Linked DNA regions of Mus musculus: all the other regions are linked to region 4. Evidence: chromatin contacts called from public HiChIP or PLAC-seq, Micro-C and promoter capture Hi-C data. All regions are on one chromosome and are shown on one strand. Each heading gives the region's core, a stretch centred on a gene start, on an enhancer-like site or on the middle of the called end of the contact. The rest is flanking DNA. Distances are from core to core; before and after follow the strand shown. Region 1 holds the start of Chrna4 (cholinergic receptor, nicotinic, alpha polypeptide 4). Region 2 holds the start of Kcnq2 (potassium voltage-gated channel, subfamily Q, member 2). Region 3 holds the start of Eef1a2 (eukaryotic translation elongation factor 1 alpha 2). Region 4 holds the start of Gmeb2 (glucocorticoid modulatory element binding protein 2). Region 5 has its middle 30 kb from the start of Abhd16b.

What was found. Promoter capture Hi-C pulls out the DNA fragments that hold promoters and counts their contacts. Hi-C and Micro-C count contacts between places; a contact is called where the count stands out from the background. HiChIP or PLAC-seq counts read pairs in DNA pulled down with a chosen protein or histone mark.
Region 1: a contact with region 4 is called in an H3K27ac HiChIP or PLAC-seq map of embryonic stem cells, with 5 read pairs. The contact joins the promoter of Chrna4 here to the promoter of Gmeb2 in region 4. A contact is called at or near these places in 1 of 39 promoter capture datasets (liver), 1 of 115 datasets of contacts at active chromatin or transcription factors (embryonic stem cells) and 1 of 9 other capture datasets (liver).
Region 2: a promoter capture Hi-C map of embryonic stem cells shows a contact between it and region 4, with 2.7 times the contacts expected there. The contact joins the promoter of Kcnq2 here to the promoter of Gmeb2 in region 4. A contact is called at or near these places in 6 of 39 promoter capture datasets (the 3T3-L1 cell line, cranial neural crest, embryonic stem cells and 3 more), 2 of 115 datasets of contacts at active chromatin or transcription factors (both in embryonic stem cells) and 1 of 9 other capture datasets (macrophages).
Region 3: an H3K27ac HiChIP or PLAC-seq map of epiblast stem cells shows a contact between it and region 4. The contact joins the promoter of Eef1a2 here to the promoter of Gmeb2 in region 4. A contact is called at or near these places in 3 of 39 promoter capture datasets (embryonic stem cells and hippocampal neurons), 1 of 484 Hi-C or Micro-C datasets (cerebral cortex), 6 of 115 datasets of contacts at active chromatin or transcription factors (SST interneurons, embryonic stem cells, epiblast stem cells and 1 more) and 3 of 9 other capture datasets (adipose tissue, liver and pancreatic islet).
Region 5: a Micro-C map of muscle stem cells shows a contact between it and region 4, with 4 times the contacts expected there. The contact joins the enhancer-like site here to the promoter of Gmeb2 in region 4. A contact is called at or near these places in 5 of 484 Hi-C or Micro-C datasets (embryonic stem cells and muscle stem cells), 3 of 115 datasets of contacts at active chromatin or transcription factors (embryonic stem cells, epiblast stem cells and extraembryonic endoderm stem cells) and 2 of 9 other capture datasets (adipose tissue and pancreatic islet).

The regions. Positions count from the first base shown.
Region 1 is chr2:181,037,889-181,040,588 of GRCm38.p6, forward strand. It overlaps Chrna4 (cholinergic receptor, nicotinic, alpha polypeptide 4), which reads right to left and starts at 1,289. Exons shown (of 6, transcript NM_015730.5): 1 at 1,104-1,289. The coding sequence starts at 1,185.
Region 2 is chr2:181,133,930-181,136,629 of GRCm38.p6, forward strand. It overlaps Kcnq2 (potassium voltage-gated channel, subfamily Q, member 2), which reads right to left and starts at 1,360. Exons shown (of 17, transcript NM_010611.3): 1 at 868-1,360. The coding sequence starts at 1,163.
Region 3 is chr2:181,155,571-181,158,270 of GRCm38.p6, forward strand. It overlaps Eef1a2 (eukaryotic translation elongation factor 1 alpha 2), which reads right to left and starts at 1,445. Exons shown (of 8, transcript NM_007906.3): 1 at 1,154-1,445.
Region 4 is chr2:181,286,559-181,289,258 of GRCm38.p6, forward strand. Gmeb2 (glucocorticoid modulatory element binding protein 2) reads right to left here and starts at 1,408. Exons shown (of 10, transcript NM_198169.2): 1 at 1,326-1,408.
Region 5 is chr2:181,461,919-181,464,618 of GRCm38.p6, forward strand. It overlaps a transcript of Zbtb46 not described here. Among named protein-coding and RNA genes, the nearest start is that of Abhd16b, 30 kb to the right of the region's middle. Within about 2 kb of position 1,288, at least 59 of the 459 cell types and tissues checked have an H3K27ac peak or open chromatin away from gene starts, as enhancers often do. A contact at or near this core is called in epiblast stem cells and muscle stem cells, where this site is marked.

The DNA of each region.
Region 1 (2,700 bases), core at 39-2,538, 250 kb before region 4:
CCCTATCTCCAGTGACCGGCAGAGACAAAGGATGTAAAGGGACAGCAGGGGTTGGGGGGTGGGGCTGGGTGGCAGAAGGTGTATGGGGCAGCTAGGATGGGTGGTGGTGGTGAATGAAAGAGGACTGTGCACCACATCTCATGGCTGCAGGAGCTTGAGCCTCTGTCCACAGGAGTGGTCCTGCTGCCTGGGCTTCTAGGGTACAGCCTGACAATGAACGCAGAGCCTCGGGGCTGCCAGGACCTTGTGTTCATAGACGGATATAAGATTCCATGGATAAGCGCCACACTGCTTCATGAAGAGGGTGCCCCCTCATTCCACCAGCCAGCAGCCCATCTGTGTCCTCTCCATTGGCCCCCTACGTGGCTAGGGGGCCTCCCTACCTCCATTTGCTGGGTTGCTGCATCAAAAGAGGGGGTTGGGAAGAAAGAGGGGAGCCTCTGCTGTCTACTGGCTCTTGCTCACCTGAGAGACATGGGAACTCCTTAGGAGAGGACTCCTAGAGTCCCCCCCCCCCCAGCCTCCCCACCTCAACCTCATTCTTCCTGGTGTCTTGAACCGACCAGTAAGGCATAACCCCTCTGCTCAGTGGGAAGGCCAGGATTAAATAACTGCAGGAAGCCCCATCACGGGTTAGAGTGAAAGGTGTCCGCTCAGAGGAAGAGAGGTGGAGGAAGCCTGGGGGAGCAGAAAGGGTAGGGTGGAACTCCGGGGGGTGGTAGGGGTAGATCCCTGAAAACAGGGACAGACATGGGGGCGGTCTGAAGGCGAGATTTGGCTGGATGGAACCTCCCTCCTAGGTGGACTCCACCTCTATCCTACTTGGAGGTTCTGATTCCAGCTCCGAAATGCAGTCAGACCACCCCCCCCCCCGCCTTTACTCAAACCCCCTCTCCCAGCACTTGGAGGCTGATTCCTTCCTCTCTGGCTCAGCTAGCACTGCAGGACATCGAAGCTGTAGTGGGTGGAGGAGTCTCTGTGGCTATCCCGTTGCTCGCACCCGCGGCTTGGAACCGCAGCCCCGGGCCTCCTCTCCCCTAGCCCCGGAGTCCTAGGTGCCAGGACCCGGGAGAAAAAGGCCCGTTTCGCGTTTCGAAACTTACCAGGCAAGAGGCCGGTCCCTAAGAGCAGCAGGAGCGGCAGGAGCAGCAGCGGCGGCGGCGCCCCGGAGCCCCCGATCTCCATGGCTCACAGAACGGGCTCTAGACGAGGGCGGCTCCCGGCAGTACCGCGCCTCCGCTCCGAGACCCGCGCGCACCCAACTTCATGCCCCGTGTCGCGGCCGCTCGTCCCCAAACCGGGCTCCGCAGCTCGTCCCGCGGGGTGCGGCGGCGGGGCGGGAGCTCGAGGTTGTGGGCTCCGCGGCGCGGCCCCGCCCGGACCTGCAGCCTCCAGCCGCCGGCGAGAGGGGAGGAGGGGGAGGGACTGAAGGGAGGAGGGAGAGAGCGGGAGGAGGGGGCGGACCGGGCCCCGAGGGTATGTGGAGGCCGTGCTCTGCCCCTTGTGGGGGTAAAGTTTCCTTGTCCTCCTGAGGCTCCCGACATGCCGGGAGGGGCTGGGGACTCCGTGGTCATTCCAGTCATCTCGGCGCCTTTTGGAAATGAGCCCCTAACCCTGGTCTCCAGCCCTAACCCTGCCGGCAGCGTGAAGACTGCGGGTGCGCATTCAGGGACTGTGCGCGCGAGGAGGGCGCCCTGTTGGGCACTGGCTAACTCCATCACTTCACCCCTCCTTGGCGTGACTGTTTGCATTTTAGAAATAACAAGTCTCCTTCCTTAGCCCAACCCTGAGAGGAAAGAACCCACTCCCCATCAGCCTTCCGCCCTCCTCCTGCACCGCAAGTCCAAGAATCATCCTGTGACGCCCAGGCCCCGTGTCACCTTTTTAGTGAGAAGAACCTGGTATCCAGACCTTCGCAGGGCCAGCTAGGGACCAAGGTCCATCTTTGTCCTTTTTAAGCGTGCAGATTCTCTGCCCCTGCCTTCTCGGTAAACTGTCAGCATGAAAGCAGTTCCCTACCCCAGCTCTGTGGGCAGCGAGCTACTGGCCAGAGAGGAGAGGTGCTTGGAGACAAGCTGTAGGGTGCTAGGGATGGTCCTGAGGGATGCCACTAAGGAGAAGGTGCTCGAGTACTTTGGTTCCTAGAGTGCTTTGGTGGCACGCGGGGGGGCGGGGGGGAGGCTGGGGGGGAGGTGCGAGAGGGAGGGGGCATCTAAGCAGCAGGTGATGGAAGGAGAGACAACGGGTTCCCAAGAAGAAAGAAACCCTGTCCAACACCAAAAGCCAGATCCCAACCATGCCTTGTCCCAGAGACTCTGCCGTTGACTCCAAGCCCCAAGATGGAGACAATCCTGAAGTTGAAGGCAAGAAAGTGCTGTCCCTGTCCCTATAGCACATACCTCTCTGTTCCCAGACATGGTGGCTCTGAGGTTGACTGTCCCTTTGACCTTCCGTACCGACCCCCCAACCCCAACAGTACAGGGCTCCCATGCCTACCCTCCTCTTTCCCATCTCCCTACCTTGCTCCACCCCCCTCCTCTGTATGCCCCTCCAACAGTAGTGTACCTAGCTCTCTTGCCTGCTGGCCTACAGTGAATACATATGTCACATACCTGCTCTGGAACCTTCAGACTCCTCCAGGTCACAGGAGCCATCTGCCTACGCTCTGTAAGCAAAGCCTACAATAGGACTTCTCAAATA
Region 2 (2,700 bases), core at 110-2,609, 150 kb before region 4:
AGGTTATGCATACTAACATAAACACACACACACACACACACACACACACACACTCATGTATGCGTGAAACAGGTTCGACTCTTTCTGGCTCTGCCCCAGAAGGAGTCCCAGACTTGGGGACAGGAGCAGCCCCTTCCAGGCCCAAAGCTGGCAGTACTGGGGGATAATAGTCTCTCAAGGATCTAAAGCCCAGAATGTGTAGCGAGATCATCAGCAGGTACAAAGGGACTACTTAGAGTGTAGAGAACAGGAGAGTGGGCCTCCGGAGATGAGTACAGGCAACTGCCCTCAGCCAGGGCTGAGGTGATGGGATGTTATGTCCCCTCCCCATTTCTGCAACCCGGAAGCTCAGAGAGGTAGCAAGAGGTTAGGAGGATGACTGAGATGAGGCCAATCTTCTGCATTGCCCCTACTTGGATGTCGGAGAGAACCCACGGGGATGCAGAGGGGCGAATGAGTTCAGACCTAGAGCTGAGCCGCCCTCCCTCCTAGGCGGCCCTTTGTTCCGCGCTGCGGGCCGTGGGGAGGGGCCTCTCGGGCTGAGGGGGGCTGGGGCGCCAGTACATCCCGTCCTGCGGGGGAAGGGCTGGTACAACCCAGCCTGGCGGCCGTAACCCTCCCCCTCCCCAAATAAAACAGTCCCTGACTACAGAATGATCTCCAAAGTCACTCTCCAATCCCTATCCTTTGCTTTAACCCGAGACTGCAATGCCACGACCCAAACCCCACGCCCACGACGCGAACCAGGCGCGCGCGCGGACACGCACACCAGGGCCCCTCAGTCCACCGCAGCTGCGCCTGCTATCAACCCGCGGCCCGGCCAGGGTTTCGCCAGGCCCACCGCTCACCACATCGCGGGCCACTTACACGTAGGCGTGGTAGATGAACGCCCAGCCGCGGGGCCGCTCTAGCACGTTGTAGAGGAAATTCTGCAGCTTGCGGTAGAAGGCGTTGCGCTTCGGGGGCTTCCCGGCTCCCGCGCCGCCCGTCCGCGGCTTGCTCAAAACGCTGCCGCGCTTGGGGGCCTCGGAGCCCGCGATGAGTAGCGCGCCGTCGCGTGTGGAGTCGGGCGCGCCGGGGTCCAGCCCCACGAAGCCCACCTTGAGCTTCTTTTCCCCGCTGGTGCCGGGGTACACGCCACCGTTGCGCGACTTCTGCACCATGGTGCCTGCGGCGCCCTATCGGGCGCGGGCTCAGCGGGGGCGGCGCGCGGGGGGTGGCGCGGGCCCCAGCCCAGGCCTCCGGTCCGGCAGCCGCATGGCGAGGCGGCTGCGGCTCTGCGTTCCTACCTGGCCCGGCCGCGCGCGGGGACGCTGCGGCCACCCGGCTCCGCGCGCGCCTCGGTGCCTGGCCGGCTTCCGCGAGGGCTCCTCCCGCCGCCCCGCCCCGCCCGCCTTAACCCCTACGACGCCATTGTAGTGGCAGGCAGGGAGAGCTGGTCCAGGTGTACTGCCTCACAGGACAACCCTTCCTGCTCTCCTAGCCCGGTAATCCTTGAGGGGGAGTCCAGCCCTGCCGTCACCGCTGAGAGGGCAAAGCACCAGAGTTGACCTGGAGTCGGCAAGTGGACACCTTTGGAAGGATCCTGGCCATTGTCAAGTTCGGTGTTAAAGATTCAGCCCACAAGGATCTTGGCTCTTAGCATCAAGAGGGCCAGACATGAGGAAGGCCCAGCACTTCCTCTGGGTGTGCAGGGAAATTTGTACAGGCTCTCTAAGGGTAACCAGAGCAGTGCCTAGAGCAGAATCCTTGCCCACCTCCAGGCTTACTGAGCCAACTGTACATGGTTATGGAGGAGGCACCAGCCTGGCCCACCCAGTCAGAAGAGGCCTTAGGTACAAGGTGTTTGTGGGTGGGGTGGGGGGAGGGAAGTGCTGCCCACTCCTTGCACGGGCTGGCTTTACCATCACCTCTGGGTCATCTTCCATTCAAGTCTCTGTAAAAGAACTGTAAGTTTTATAAGTCAGGTTGGAGAGATAGCTCAGTAGTTAAGAGCACTGACTGTTCTTTGAAAAGACCTGGGTTTGGTTCCCAGTACCCACATGACATTAGGAACTTAACTCCAATACCAGAGAATGCAAAGACCTCTTGTGGCCTTCTTGAGCACTGAAAGCTTGTGGTACTCATACATACACGCAGGCAAAACATACCCACTAAACATAACGTAAAAATAAACAAATCTCAAAATAGTATTTTTAAAATAACTAAATAAGTGATTACAGATCGTAGATGGCAACTGGGAAGAGCCTAGCTCATTCTATCCACCCTCCTGGGACAATCAGAGCCCAAACCGGGCAGTGGTGCTGCAAACCTTTAATCCTAGCACTTGGGAGGCAGAGGCAGGCAGACCTCTGTGAGATTGAGGCCAGCCAAGTCTACAGAGAGAGTCCCAGGACAGCCAGAACACACAGAAATTTTGTCTGGGGATGGGGTGAGTCAGAGCCCTGAGGGATAAAAGGTTCTGGTTCCCTAGGAAGGAAATGTGTTCCAAGAGGAGGCACTGAAAGGAAGGCAAAGGTCAAGGTTCTCTAGAGTTCCATAACACCAACAGATACAAACTTACTCATCTTCTCTTTTGGGGGGAAAATGGGGACACACCCTTGAAGTCGTTATGAGCCCACAAACTTTCTGGTACTGTAGAGTATGACACACACACACACAACACTGGGAAAGTTCATGGGAGAGTAAAGTTGGTGTAGA
Region 3 (2,700 bases), core at 195-2,694, 130 kb before region 4:
AGCTTGCCCTGACCCAGTCTTCTCCTGAGCCAGAATAGGGAAGAACGACACCCCCCCCCAACCCTGTCCTAACCCCATTCAGCCACATTTCATTCATAAGCCACCTGTTTCTCTACCCTATACCTTAGCCCAAATGCTCCGTTAGTGTGTAAGTGTTTGGGAAGGTGATTTGGAGGCAAATTCCTTAGGGAAGGGTTAATCAGGTCTGGACATCACAGAGCAGCAGACTGAGTGAAGCTCTGGAGCAGCCAGGAGCCCTGTGATGAGTCACTGTGCCCAGCTCTAGGGTGCATTGTCCTTCCTGTCCTCGATGCCACCCCCCCCTTCACACACACACACACACACACACACACACACCAGGGAGGGACACTGCCCTACCCCCATCTGCTGCCACCATGAAGAGAAGGCCAGCACTCCTCAGCCCCTCCACGGGCAAGGGCGCCATCTTCCTCCCTCTGCCCACAGGCTGGCAGAGGAGACAGCTGGATGGTACCCAGGCATAGGCCCAGAATAGCTCAGGCCCTCCCCACAGGCAAGGGGCAGCCATGAGGGCCGAGAGGTGAATGTCCTGTTCTAGCCAGAGAAATAAAAATCCCACCTGGCCCAGCTCAGCAAGTGCCCTCAGAGATGCCCTGACCCTCTCCCCTACTATCCAGTCCAGGTCCTGTGTCTCAGTACCCGCGCATCTCAGAGGTCAACCGAGAAGCTCAGGCCTGTTGGGGTGGGGGGTGCATCCGAGGGTGGGAGCCACATAGGACGCGATAGGGGTCCTCAGATTTCACCACCTCCCCCGCCCTACTCTGACAAATCACGGACATCCCCAGGGCCCCAAACCACCGCGCCAGCACTTTCACCGACCAGCCTGTCAAGCCCAGCAGAGCCCAGACAAGCCCCAAGGTCAAGGTGACAGCATGATGGCAGGTTTCAGGAGAAGGCCCCCCTCCACTGTCACAATTGCCTAAGGGACTCACTACCCGACTGCCACGGGGACCCACCATGCCCAGTCTAGAGACAGCCTCCCTCCACCCCCAGCCCAGGGGTGCAGCCCAGCTAGGTGCCGCATATTCCCCTCTTCCCCGGGCTGGGTTCCCAGAGAAGCGAACCCTGATTGAAAACCTAAGCAAGGGTCTCAGACCGGGATGTGCGTCCTTACCCAGAGCCGAGGACTCAGTCAGAAGGACTGGTGGCGCCGGCGCCGGCGGTTTTATCTCTCCAGGAGGGGGTCCACCTATTGACGGTGCCGGCGCAATGCACTGCGCCCCTGCAGTACGGCAATGCGGTACCGGAGGGGGGAGGCGGGCGCCGAGCGGCTGGCAGATGGGATGCGAAAGATGCGTGGACGCAGGGGCCGCGCACCCACGGACGCGGGCCGGCGTAATGAGGATCCGAGAGGACGCAGCTGCAATGATGCACCGGAGCGAGGGAGAGAACCAGTGAGCGAGAACGCAGACCAGGAGAGAAAAACAGGCAAAAGGGCGGTGCAGCGCGCAGAGGTGGGGGCAGGGAAACAGAGCCAGGAAAGGAGGGGCAGGGATGGAGAGAAGCGAAAGAAACAGTAGAGAGAACTGGGGTAGCAGAGACAGTGGTTGCTGGAGAGCAGGGGGGAAAAAAAAGGTACATCCAACATAAAGATGTCCCCAGGAAGGTGGAACACAATAGGGAACCAGCAAGTAGACTAGGAGAGAAGAGGCCCAAGCCCAGGTCAAGATCCCTGCAAGCCTTGATGTGGGCATCCATTGCTGGCCCTGCTCATGGTTGAGTCCCGGTGAACATGAAGCTCAGTTTCCAGAGGTTTTCCACGATCCCCACCACCCCTAGCACAAGTGCTTACTCACATGGACCCTACATGACAGGCCCTTGAGGCAATCAGCCAGTCCAGCCCGCAGCCCAACCTTCTTATGAAGCCCTGGAAAGAGGTTTTTGTCTACCTATTCCCTTAGGTGTAGGGAATTTACAAAGCCCGTTCTCAGATGGTCTTAGCTAAGGTCACCAAGAACATCCAAACAGGGTTCAGATCCCCACTCTCCTTCAGGCTCCATTGGTAGGAAGCAGGGAGCCCTTGAGATTTCTAGAAAGATTAGGATATCCCAAATAGACCTTAAGGGGGTTGTGGCCACCGTGTATCACCAGGGGCTTCTTCAGAGGTGCCTATCTTGTCATTTGACCCAGACATTCCCGTTTTCCAATACTGCCACCTGTCCTAACCCAACCAGTCTTTGTGGTTGCAAGTAGGAAGCAAAGGTTCCTTGAGTATTTATGCTGACTGACAGCAGGCCTGTGCCTATTCCTTCTACCCTGGTGTAGAGTAGATCTAGACATAGAAGGCCCAGGTCAGGGCCCAGCACCTCCTACTGAGAGCGCCTGTTAGGGGACCCTGGAGATGGGTGCCCAATTAGGGCAGCTATCAAGTATGAAGAGAGAGTAAGGTGAAGCCTAATGAGGGTCTGTCTAGCAGAGGGCAGCCAGAGGCTAGGCAGGGCTCTCAGATGACTTGGCACTTTTGAAGACTGCTGAGACCGTCAACTGGGAGCCAGGAATTAAAAATAAACGCCTGGCAAGACATTAGCATTTACTCCACCCACTTGTCCAACTCATCTCTCCCTGAATGCCTTCCTTCTTGCATGGAGATGACTGGGCCTGGTTTCGAAATCAGGAGGTAGAGTGGGCTCAATAATGAGGTCCAAAACCCAGCATCTTTGT
Region 4 (2,700 bases), core at 158-2,657:
CTCATCATCTACAGCCTCATCTACAAAGTGAGTTCCAGGACAGCCAGGGCTATACAGAGAAACCCTGTCTCTAAATAAATAAATAAATAAAGTCCTAGGTTAGTTCCAGGTCAGTCTTAAATATTTTTTCCCCTCTCTCCTTTTGTCATTCTGTATGTCTTGGAACTCATTCTGTAGACCAGGCTGACCTTCAACAACATCTGCATCTGTTTCCCACATGCTCGGATTATGGCCTCAGTCTAGATACTAAGACTGTCTAGGAAGGCAGGGAGGAGGGAAGATGAAATGTAGGGACTAGTAAACCTTACCATAAGGCAGGCCCATTCCATGAGTTGGTCTCCTGGCACAGAAGGGACACCTAAATATCTTTTCAGGTAGGTCACAAAGTGGGTTAATCTATGGCCTAGGTTTGTTTTTCTCAGTCACATACGCACATACACTGACATGTTTGTTCTTGGCACTCTCCATTTTATATCCAAATGGTATGTATGTATGTGTACTCCAGGATGTCTTCCCAGAAAGCTTTCCATATTTCCTATGAAGAAACAAACTAGACAGGTAGTCATATTATCGATTTAATTTTAACTTATTAAGAATGATAATTTGAAACTGTTGGGTTTGAAATGTTTTCAAGACAGAGAACATTGGCTCAGCAGTGAAGTAACCAACTAAATACCTAAAAATGTCACCAATCGTGACTAAAACTGGGCCAACCGATTCGGTTCCCAGCAATAAGATTATCCACTCAAAATAATTCCCTCCAACCACACAGTTCTACAAATGGGTCCCCATCAACGTGGTTCCCATCTGACAGGTCCACCCTGACATGGTTCCACTGATATCAAGTACCTATCCTGATGATCCTGGCCTCTAGATTCAGTTCCAAGCCAGGGGTTCAGCAATACGGGTCCCACCCATGAGTCGTTCCCAATCTTTCCACCCGCCCTCAGGAACCCGACCCATCTGGTGCCCACCGATGGGTCCCAAACACCACCACTCCCGCCTAACCGCTCCCCACTCCTCCAGCCCCTTCCGCCTCGGCTTTCACGGACGACCCGACCCTGCCTCTGGCGAGGCCAAGATGGAGGCCGGAAGCGAGCCGCCTTCGCGAGCCCTCCCGCCAGGCGCCCGCGCCCGCCCGCCAGCCTGACGCCGCCGCGCCTGACGCCGCCGCCGCCCTCGCGCGCCCGCCGCCCCTCCCCCGGCCTCCCCTCCCCCCGCCGTAACGTCCTGACGCTCCGCAGGGACCCCTGACTGGACGGCGGCGCGTGAGCGGCGCGAGAAGCCTCGCCGCGGGGGTGCGCGGGCGCGCCGATGCCGCTTACCTGGGCCCACACGGGCCTGCTCCGGCGCCCGGCTGTGACGGGTGCGGCGGCGGGTGGTGGCGGTGGCGGCCGCAGCCTTCGCTCCTTGTTGGGGATTCGGCGGCGGCGGCGGCGGCGGCGGCGGCTCGGGCGCGCGCTTCCTAGTGACGCAACACCGAGGCCGCGCACGCACGGGCCGGGCGGGCCTGGAGACTTATTTGGCGCCCAGCGCGGAAGCGAACAGTGTGGTGAGATACTGCCCCCGTAGGACTCTTGTGCGCCTGCGCGTGTGGTCTGCGTGCCTGCCCAATTAGGTGTTCTGTGGTTCAGGCCGAGGTTTGTAGTCCTGGCGTTTGGGCTCCACTAGGGAACCGAGTATCCCAGGTGTGTGCTTTGCAACCCAGCCTCGGCCTTGCAGTGACACTGTCCTAAAACTCATGTGCGGACGTTCTTAACCATTTCTGACAGAATCGTGTTTCTTTTTTTTAAAATTGAAGGCATTGCGAATTTGCTTTTTCAAACTACTCAGTGCGGAGCGGTGTTTTCACGAAGTTGACCAACTGACATTGCAGCGGGTAGTCCAACATGATTTAAACTTTTTTTTTTTTAAACGGACTCGCTATGTAGATCAGACTGACTTGGAACTCAAAGAGCCCCGAGTTCTGAGATTAAAGTGTGTATCACCATGCCCGGCCCATTATTTAAAGTTTTAAATGAAATTTAAAAGTTAAGTGTCGGGGTTGGGGATTTAGCTCAGTGGTAGAGCGCTTGCCTGGCAAGCACAAGGCCCTGGGTTTGGACCTCAGCTCTGAAAATAAATAAATAAATAAGACAAAAAGTTAAGTGTCTTAAGTATCTTGGAGCCATAAAAGTCTCATGGAGGGCCTTGGGTGCCCGAAGAATTTCTTTTATTTTTCTAACTTGTAGGGAAGGTCGCGTATTTAAGGTAACCAACATTTATTAAGTTCCTTACAGTTGAAAGCCAAAGACAAGCAGTTCTTGTGTGGTTCAAAGGTAACATCAGGTCCTGTCAAAATGAGACTTGTTTATCTTGGCCCTGGTGGAGCCTGGGCACCCTGTTAGACATTGTAGTCTTGGCAGTAAAACCCTTACCTTCCCCACCACCCCTTGCTTTCAAGCAGCTGAAGACAGCCAATTCTAAGTGCCAAGCCAGCTCTCAGAATGTGATCACTAGAATTAAGGGCTTCAGGATCCCTGCTCTGCCCATCTTAGAATCCTTAGAGTAGAAATGGATGTCTGCTTGGACGGGAACAAGAGTTCACTGTTAACAGGGTGGCAGCTAGAATGGGAAACTAACAAGCAACATTTTCACGTAATTAACACTGTAAATAAGAGACTTGCACTTTCACTCTGAAGGAGATGAGGAAGTCTTTGT
Region 5 (2,700 bases), core at 38-2,537, 180 kb after region 4:
TGCTATCAACAGTGAGTAGTAGACAAGACATGTGAAGAGACAGGTGGTCAGGGCCCTGCAGCCACCAAGGGTCCATGCCATCCATTGGAGTCATTCCATAGTCACCCCCCATGGGCTGGAGAGACAGTTTAGTGTTTTATAAAAGTGTTCACACCTTTAATTCCAGCACTCAGAAGACAGAGGTAAGTAGATCTCCATGAGTTTGAGGCCAGCCTGGTCTAGAGCTAGTTCCAGGACAGCCAAGGCTATGCAAAGAAACCTTGTCTCAAAAACCAACAACAACAACAACAAAAGATAGTTCGCTTGCTGCTCTTGCAGAGGACCTAAGTTTGGTTCTCAACATCCACGATGGGTAGCTTACAACTGCCTGTAACTCTAGCTTCAGAGGACCTAACCCCCTCATCTAGCCTAAGTGGGCAGCCAGCTGTACATATGCATGCACATACACAGTTTTTCTAAAGAAAGTCAAGCCGGGTGGGGTAGCATATATTCTTAATCCCAGCACTTGGGAAGCAGAAGCAGGTGGATCTCGGAATTTAAAGGCAACCTGGTCTACAGAAGGAGATCCAGACCAGCCAGGGTCATCTAGTAAAACCCTATCTTGAAAAATAGTAACAACAACAAAAAAGTCACCCCCCCCCCCCAGTTACCTGTATGAGGAGATCCTAAGGGAATTAGCAACAGGCCAGAGATGCTAGGGGCCAGGAAAAAGGGTGCAGAAGTTGATCAGGCTATGAATGTGCTTTCAGATTAGAAGGCTCCTCAGAATATGCTCCCTTCTATCCTAGGTCCCTGGGACACCACCGTGATAGCCACTAAGAGTGCCATGTGGCTGGCCAAGCCCACTGTCCTCTGCAAACCTTAGGGACCTCCATGCCACTTGCTTTCATGGCAACCTGCCCTCCAACAACACACCCTGTGGCTTTCAAGGGGTAAAGGAGAAGGAAGGGGTCCAACCTCAGGCTAATAACTGTGAAACAATAGAGAAATCAGGGACTTACTTGCATTTAGCCTCAAGGTCTGCTTTGTAAGGAGTAGCTTGGGAGGAGCTTTGGAAAAGAAAATTCCAGAACAGCAAATATCTTTACATATCTATCTAATAGAGGGGGCACCCACCTACCCTGTCATTGCTAGGCACCTTCTCCCAAGACAGCATTTCCTCATCCACCCCCAGCTGGCTTTTCTGTGGCTGTCTTTGTCTCAGTCACTGGTCAGAGAGGCTGTCTGTTTATCCTTCAGCCAGTGGTGTTGCTCAGTCGTCCCCATGGCAACAGCCCGGGGAGTCCTGCCCTCTCCCAGAAACCACCCAGAACCTGTCCCAGCCCTCTCCAGGACTCTGCTGGAAGTCCCTATCTAGAGAGGCCAAGAGCTGAAGGGAAGAAAGGCTACTGCTGTAGGCTGAGGATATCGGGGCTGCTGGGGAACCTCCCACCACACATCATTCTGATCCCACAGTGGAGCTGAAGCCTGCCTGAGTCTGCAGCAAAGACCGATCCATGGCCATAGGAGGGGCTTCCTGGGCATCGCTTGGCCAGGTCTAGAGCCATCTGGACCTGCCCTCCTGCAAGACTGTCCTCCAGAGCTGCTCCAGGGCCAGGGGCTACAAGCCAACCCTGGCTGCCCCACCCCAACTGTCCTCCAGGCTTGTGCCCCTGCCAAGCCCCAACTGCCACTCCAGCTGCTATTGCCAACTGTCGCCCCTTCTCTATTCCAAGTGCTCCCTCACCCCCAACCGTTCTTCCAAAGTGCTATAGCCAACTGGCAGCCCCTTGCTCTCTAAGCCTTGCCTCCCACCTACCAGCTACAGAGCCAGAGCTTAGCATTCCAGAGTTCCTTGCATCTCCAACCACACTGGAAGGAGTGAAGCCACACCTGCTGTGTGCCTGGCTAAGCGTGGGCTGGGGGAAGGAGAGGTACTGAGTTCAAGACCAAGAGAATAGGTTAGGGGTCAGGCCTCAGCAGACCAAAGAGAAGAAACAGGGAAAGAACAGAGCAGAAGCAGAGGGTAGATCAGTCAGACCTTTGGGCTAGACCTAGCGCAGGGCAGGAAGCAGCCACAGTGAAGCAGTCAGAAACAAGTAGGTACTTTGGGTGAAGGCAAACTTCACTAGACTGTGGTGTGAAGCTGGACCCTGTCATAGTCCCTTCCTCTGAAAGTTTCTTAAGCAGCTTTCCCCAACCACCAGCCCTGGGAAGGTTCTGGCAGAAGTTAGGAACTCACCTGCTTCCACCCTACCCTCAGGTGTCCACCAACCTTCCACAGTCTAAGCAAAACCCTGTTCTTCCATCTCAGCTGGGCACACTTGTACTGTATTGAACTGTCTCTTAAGGTAGATTTTCCACACAACTTGCCATTTCTCTAGGTCACTGCTATGGTCTTCTTTTCCCTTCTTTCTTCCCAAACACCCTCTCTACCTTTACCCAGTAGTCTGTGACATTTCACTTCTATAAAGGGATATTTGCCTTAACCAACCACACTCAGAAGCCCTAGTAGTCAGTCTTTCCCTGAACTTGACAGGCCTTGGCTGTCCCAGGGACACAGAGGTACCTGGGGTCTTCACCAGGCTTTGGGGAGGGATACATTGTTGCCCTCATCAATGCAGTCTAGGGCTGTAATTCCATCTTAGTAGCTCCAAACAGGCAATAGGGGCTTTAAAGCCACTGCTCCCCAGAGGCTGCAACCTTCAGAGCTCACATTGC